2 separate regions of the Ovis aries genome follow, and region 1 is linked to region 2. A link is a contact called in public Hi-C data. All regions are on one chromosome and are shown on one strand. The core of a region is the stretch at or near the end of the contact, and the rest is flanking DNA. Distances in the headings are between cores, read along the strand shown. Region 1 overlaps GNG12 (G protein subunit gamma 12). Region 2 holds the start of GADD45A (growth arrest and DNA damage inducible alpha).

Region 1 (3,664 bases), core at 95-2,594, 57 kb after region 2:
AAGTGTATGGAGACTGTCTGCAGTCTCTTGGGCACTGACTGGTGAGGCAGGCGTTGATCCAGGATTTGGGTCTCACAAGTGAGATAAGAAAGCCAAGAAAATGGCAGTGTGTGTCTGGGTAACTTAGCGACTTTGTTGGGTGGGCCTGTGGCTAGTTAGTGGAGTCCTGATGTTCTGTGAGGAGATCACAGGAATTATTCTAGCAGTTCCTGAAGAAGTAGCAGGAACTCCTGAAATAGACTTGGTGGTGACTGGGGGGTCGGGAATTCTGAATCCCTGGCTGCCCTGTGGCTGGACCAGTATTAACCATCCTGCAAGTCCTGTCTCCCTTCAAGTTCTCACTCACATTGGTCTTTTTTTTTTTTTTTTTAAATTTTAAAATCTTTAATTCTTACATGCATTCCCAAACATGAACCCCCCTCCCACCTCCCTCCCCATAACATCTTTCTGGGTCATCCCCACGCACCAGCCCCAAGCATGCTGCATCCTGCGTCAGACATAGACTGGCGATTCAATTCACATGATAGTATACATGTTAGAATGTCATTCTCCCAAATCATCCCACCCTCTCCCTCTCCCTCTGAGTCCAAAAGTCCGTTATACACATCTGTGTCTCTTTCCCTGTCTTGCATACAGGGTCGTCATTGCCCTCTTCCTAAATTCCATATATATGTGTTAGTATACTGTATTGGTGTTTTTCTTTCTGGCTTACTTCACTCTGTATAATCGGCTCCAGTTTCATCCATCTCATCAGAACTGATTCAAATGAATTCTTTTTAACGGCTGAGTAATACTCCATTGTGTGTATGTACCACAGCTTTCTTAGCCATTCATCTGCTGATGGACATCTAGGTTGTTTCCATGTCCTGGCTATTATAAACAGTGCTGCGATGAACATTGGGGTACATGTGTCTCTTTCAATTCTGGTTTCCTCGGTGTGTATGCCCAGAAGTGGGATTGCTGGGTCATAAGGTAGTTCTATTTGCAATTTTTTAAGGAATCTCCACACTGTTCTCCATAGTGGCTGTACTAGTTTGCATTCCCACCAACAGTGTAGGAGGGTTCCCTTTCTCCACACCCTCTCCAGCATTTATTGCTTGCAGATTTTTGGATCGCAGCCATTCTGACTGGTGTGAAGTGGTACCTCATTGTGGTTTTGATTTGCATTTCTCTAATAATGATCACATTGGTCTTTTTCTCCCTTATTAAAAAGAAGGGGTTCCAGGTGTGCCACACTCCAAAGGCCATTCTCTGATCACACAGCCAGCTCTCCTCAGGCCTAGAGACAGTCCTCAGGCAGGAGGAAGTAGTCATGGGAGGTGCCTGAAAGGACTACAACCAGCTGGCCTGCTGTGTGCTCGGGCTGGGCACCACCCAGTGAGGACCCGGCCATCAGCCTAGGACTCAGCTGGGCAGGTTCTGAAAGGCAGGTTCTCAGCGATCAGGTGTCTCAGGGGAGGTGCCAAATGACTGGGTGGTCTCGTGGTAGGGCACACAGTCTAAAGAGAGCTAAGGGATAGCCCAGTCTGGTTGCAGCAAGGCCCACAGGCCTCTGTCCCCCCAGCAAGTCTACTTCTTCAGTGACCTTGGATCAGCAGGTCTCTGCCCTGCACAACTGCGATCATATGCTACTGTGAAAAAAAAAATCCATGTAGAAGTGACCAGTGTGGTTTAAACCCATGTTGTTCAAGGGTCAGCTGTCTATGTAAATAAACTGAGCAGTCAGAACATGGGAAGATTAATTTATTTGCTACTAGGACTATGAATACACTTGCTATTGCTTGAGCAAGAAGAATAATTAAGAATATATCAAATAAACAGAAAGTATAAACAAACCAATTACCAGTACTGAAATTGAATCAATAATTTAAAACACAAACAAAAAGTCCAGGACCAGATGGCTTCGCAGATGAATTCTACCAAATATTTAGAGAAGAGCTAATACCTATCCTTCTGAAACTACTCCAAAAAATTACAGAGTAAGGGACACTGCTGAACTCATACTATGAGGCCACCAGCACTCTGATACCAAAACCAGAAAAAGGATCACAAAACAAGATAATTACAGCCAACATCACTGATGAATATAGGTGTAAAAATCCTCAGCAAAATATTTGCAAACTGACTCCAACAGTAAATTAAAAATGTTAACTGACTCCAACATAATGCATGATCAAGTGGGATTTATTCCAGGAATACAAGAATTTTTTAGTATCTGCAAATCAATATGCTACACCACATTAACAAACTGAAGAATGAAAATCATATGATCATCTCAATAGACGTAGAAAAAGCTTTTCATGAAATTCAACATCCATTTATGGTAAAAAAAAAAAAAACTCTGCAGAAAGTGGGCAGAGTAAAAATATCTTGACATATACCCCCCCCCCACATATATATAAAATAACATATATAACAAACCCACACCTAACATCATATTCAATGGTGAAAAAATGAAAGCTTTTCCTGTAAGATCAGGAACAAGACAAGGAATCCCATTCTCACCACTTTTATTCAACATAATTTTGGAAGTTCTAGCTACAGCAATCAGAAAAAAAAAAAAAAAGAAGAAGAAAGAAATAAAGAAAAGCAATCCAAATTGGAAAAGAAGTAAAACTGTCACTGGACAGAGATGACAATGCTTTACACAGAAAATCCTAAAGATGCTACCAGAAAACTAGTAGAGCTCATGAATGAATTTGGTAAAGTTGCTGGATATAAAATTAATGTACATAAATCTGTTGCACTTTTATAAACTAACAACAAAATGTCAGAGAGAGAAATTAAGGAAAAACCCCATTCACTATGATATCAAAAAGAACAAAATATTTAGGAATAAACCTACCTAAAGGAGGCAAAAAAATCTGTACTCTGGAAATATAAGACTCTGATGAAAGAAATCAAACAGACAAAAAGACAACCCACAGAATCGGAGAAAATATATGCCAACAATGCAACCAATAAGGAATTAATTTCCAAAACATACAAAGAGCTCACAGGTTAATATAAAAAAAAACAACCCAATAAAAAATGGGCAGAAGACCTTAATAGATATTTCTCCAAAGAAAACATATTGATGGCTGACAAGCATATGATGCTATAGTCCATGGGGCCACAAAGAGTCAGACACAACTTGGCAACTAAACAATGACAACTCAATAATCCAGAGTAAAGAAAGATCATGGATTCATTCACAAGACCATCACATAGATAACCGAACAGGTACTTCATGAATATGGATAAATAAATACGGAATTGTCTGTTTTATACTTTTATCCACTAGTTCTTAAAAAGAATAAAATAAAATGAATCATCTCCCCAAATACGTCTTCCCACTGTTTGTTTCTGCTTCAACTTGGATAAGTTGGTCCTGTATTAATCAAATAGTTTATTATCTAATTTGGACCTCAGTTCATTTTTATAAAATACACACTGGGGAAAGGAGACAGAGAAATACTTCTTAGGTTGAAGATTAGTGCTAAGAACTGAAAAAGCATTCCTTATGCTTTTTTTTTGTTTGTTTGTTTTTTGGTTTTCTTTTTAAAGCTTCTCTGGCCTTCTGAAAGAACAAACAAGTCAAGAGTTCCTGGCTATTCTAACTGACTGCACACCTGGACTTCAAGGCCACTACCTTCTCGTGTAAGGTCACTAACAGGCACAGCCA
Region 2 (3,669 bases), core at 998-3,497:
TTTTTACTTATTATAATTGACCTTGGTGGGGTATTATCAGGGCTGTGGTTCACTTGAATTGGAATAACAATACATGGGTTCTACTGTCCTACAGTTTCCGTTCAGATGACTAAAGTCATGGGACTTTCAGCATAGCTGGCTGATGACAGTGCATAGTATTTTGTCCCCAAACCCAGTTCAAGCATGGGCATAATAATTAGATGGTAAGCCCTTTAAAGGCAGAGGGCCAGGAATTGTACAGTTCTTGGTATATTGTAGGACAGCAAAAAAGTTTTTTTGAACTAAAATTAAATGTGGAATATCTTAGAATTCATGCATTGCACAGGACTGCAGTATTCTGAGATCTTATTGTTCAATTCAGATTCTACTTAACTCAGTGAACACTGGCCATGCTTCCACCAAATGCAGAAATTGTGGTAGGTGCCAAGAATACCACGTTGATGAAGTCACACTCCCTGCTGTCAAGAAACTCACTCGATTTCCTAATTTGCTGTCAGTTTACAGTGATCATACTTCTTCCAAGGAACCTCTAAGAAATACCTAGTGAGTAGAACCTTGGAGTTCCACAGAACAGAGTTCAACAGTCTCCAAATGATGACTCAGGCCAGATTGCATAATTCAGGTTTTGTTTGCAAAACTGAAAATGCTTCAGCACCTACCTAAATTCCAATTTAAAGGAATTCTTTAAAAGACGCTACATGTTAGAATTTAAGGTATGGATATGAAACATACATTTCTGGGTAAATGACCCACAGACCAGCACCATTCCTTTAGTCAAAACTTGTCCCTTGCTGACAATGCAGTTAAGAGATGAAGTGCAAAATGGCAGCTCAAATAAATGAGCCAGAAAACCTGACCTATCACTTTTCTTTTCCTCTAAATTAAGATCAAGAAAGCTGAAGAATATTTTGTCTAGAATGATATGAACATACGGGTACAAAAACTCCCTTGTAACTTAGCAGAAAATTACTTCTGTGACCTTTGTCTGTACAGTGACCTTAAAAATGCAAGCATTGTTTTGAAAGCAAGCATATGGGAGTATTTTTTTTTCTTTTTTTACCACTTTTGGTGACTTCAGTAGGTTTAACACATATTTTTGCATTTATTGCATAAACTCATGATACAAAGAACTTTCAACCGATTCAAACTCTACATTCAATTTTGTTTTTCAAAAATGTAGAACTACTACTTTCTTTCCACCCACAGATTGCCATTATCTCAAAGGTGAAATTTTAGCCTATGACTAAAAGGACCTATAGCGGCAACTTCATGATTCAGCAACTAACATCAATAATTCACAGTGAGATCATAGGCCCCCTGTGGAAGGTAGTGACATACTTGCCTTATGAAAGGAAGCTGAGGGCATATCCAGAGCATTTTGAGTTTAGATGTGTGCCTTGTGTGGGTGTCAGACTTTTGTCTCTTAGCTGGTGCCCTGCAGAAGGATCCTCCTTTGGGAAAGGCTGAGAAAGGTGAATTGGGGTTGTGAGGCTAGGATAAAATGGTTATACATGTAGTAACCAGCTCCTCCTGAACTCAGTTTTCCACAGTTACCCTGGGCAGGTGGGAAGTCTTTCTGCTTTCTGCATAAAAGATTCCAACTTGGTTTCCTGCCACCACCAAACACAAATGTGTTGATTTTTCTTTTTTGAGCTTCCAACCCTTGCAAGTTTCCAAAAATAAATCAAACCAGCCATCAGGGCACCGAAATAATACTACTACTAATAAGCAGCTTTGCTTAGACTTACATAAACAACACTTCTGAGGTAAACTTTGCCCCAGAAGTCTGGATACACTCTTTTTATATAACCTGCGTACTAATAATTACTAGACTTGGGTGCATTAACCCTGAAAATAGATGTTAATAGCAGCCCCCCAAAACAAAAGACTTGAAACGACAATTAAAAAAAAAAAAGCGCACCAGCAAGAAAAACACTTGGCAGCCAGCTCCAGCCCAAGCTGAAGACACCCTCCTTTCCCCGCCCCCCTACGAAGATCTCCGCTCCTACCCGCCCCGCCTACCGGGTGAGAGTAGGCTCGGAACCCCGCCCGCCCGCGCCCCCTAGGCTCTTTTTCCTCCTGGCCCCTCCCTCTTCCGCTCCTCTCCGCCTGGTTCCTGGAGCTGAGGTCAAATTGTCTGAACAGGCTGATTTGCATAGCCCAATGGCTGCGCGTATGCAAATGAAGAGGATGGTGGTTGGCTGGGGGTTGGCAGGATAACTCCTGGGAGCGGGGCCTTTGTCCTTCAGTGGCTGTGGGGCAGCTGTGGAGTTAGTGTCGTGGTTAGCGGCGAGTGGGCTGCTGAGAGCCGACTAACGAGCAAGCGAGCGAGCGGGGCGGGAGGGGCGGACGGCGCGGTGGTGGCGGGCGCTGGAGGAGCCTGCAGGGGAGTGTGGAAAGCAGGCGCCCGCGCGCCGCCGGTGGCAGGAGCAGCTCGCACGCCGCTCTCTCTCTGTGGGCGACCTGCAGTTGCAATATGACTTTGGAGGAATTCTCGGCTGGAGAGCAAAAGACCGAAAGGTAAGTCGGCCAGAGCCTCTGCCAGAACTCTGCTTGCCTCCTGCGCGCACTCCGGTGCTGCTGGGCTATGCAAGGTTAATGGGGAGCGAGTGGTTCAAAGTTTGCAGCGGGTACCTCCTATCCCGCCTTTCTTCCTCTGGAACACTCCGGAGGCGCGCGTGGACGGGAAGAGCGTACCCCGCACGCCGGTCGAGCCCCTCGAGGCTTTGCAAACGGCAGACGTGACCGTCCCTGCCCGTGCAGCTCTTGCGGCCGACAGCCTGTGGCTGCACCCAGCGCCAAGGACTAGTAGAGCACTAGGGAAAGGGTGGCGGATGTCACTCTCGGGGCTGCTCACAGGATGCCGGGCCTCTGGGCGTAAGGGTTATGGGGGGAAGGGGATGATATCCCAGGGAGTCCTGGTTTGCAAAAGGTCGAGGGGCGCTATTGCGCGTGCCCTCGGTTGGGAGGGTCGCGGTGCAGGGCGAGGAGGCGGCGACTACCCGGAGGGGCTTAGTGTGACGGGATCCCCTTGCTTCTTCCCGCGTGTAGGATGGATAAGGTGGGGGATGCCCTCGAGGAAGTGCTCAGCAAAGCCCTGAGTCAGCGCACCATCACCGTCGGGGTGTACGAGGCGGCCAAGCTGCTCAACGTGTAAGTGGAGCCCTCGCGTGACCCTCTTGGTTCTCCTGTTCGCCCTAGCCAGAGAAGGTCGCTTTCACTGGTCTCCCCTCGCCCTGCAGCGCCACTTCCTGCCGCGTGCCATCTGTCCCGTGGCTACTTGTCCCAGGGGGAGTGAGCGGACCCGGGCGCGACCCCTGACACCTGGGCGGGGGGTGCAGGCTGCCACGCGGCGGGGCTTGCCTTTGGGCTCACCAGCCCGTTCGTTCCCTGCCCGCAGCGACCCGGATAACGTGGTGCTGTGCCTGCTGGCGGCGGACGAGGACGACGACAGGGACGTGGCTCTGCAGATCCACTTCACCCTGATCCAGGCATTCTGCTGCGAGAATGATATCGACATCCTGCGTGTCAGCAACCCGGGCCGGCTGGCCGAACTCTTGCTCCTGGAGACCGATGCGGGCCCCGCAGCCAGCGAGGGCGCAGAGCAGCCCCCGGACCTGCACTGCGTGCTGGTGACGGTAAGGGAGAAGGGGACTTGCGGGCAGCTCG

What was found. Hi-C and Micro-C count contacts between places; a contact is called where the count stands out from the background.
Region 1: a contact with region 2 is called in a Hi-C map of tail adipose tissue, with 2.6 times the contacts expected there. The contact joins the enhancer-like site here to the promoter of GADD45A in region 2. A contact is called at or near these places in 2 of 16 Hi-C or Micro-C datasets (omental adipose tissue and tail adipose tissue).

What each region holds. Positions count from the first base shown.
Region 1 is chr1:43,380,662-43,384,325 of ARS-UI_Ramb_v3.0, forward strand. The region is part of intron 2 of GNG12 (G protein subunit gamma 12); the gene reads right to left. LOC132659276 (a long non-coding RNA gene) reads right to left here. Exons shown (of 4, transcript XR_009599503.1): 3 at 1,145-3,664. Among named protein-coding and RNA genes, the nearest start is that of GADD45A, 58 kb to the left of the region's middle. Within about 2 kb of position 1,345, at least 8 of the 54 cell types and tissues checked have an H3K27ac peak or open chromatin away from gene starts, as enhancers often do.
Region 2 is chr1:43,322,604-43,326,272 of ARS-UI_Ramb_v3.0, forward strand. It overlaps GADD45A (growth arrest and DNA damage inducible alpha), which reads left to right and starts at 2,248. Exons shown (of 4, transcript XM_004002064.4): 1 at 2,248-2,520; 2 at 3,052-3,153; 3 at 3,401-3,638. The coding sequence starts at 2,477. All of the region lies in intron 3 of LOC132659276 (a long non-coding RNA gene), which reads right to left.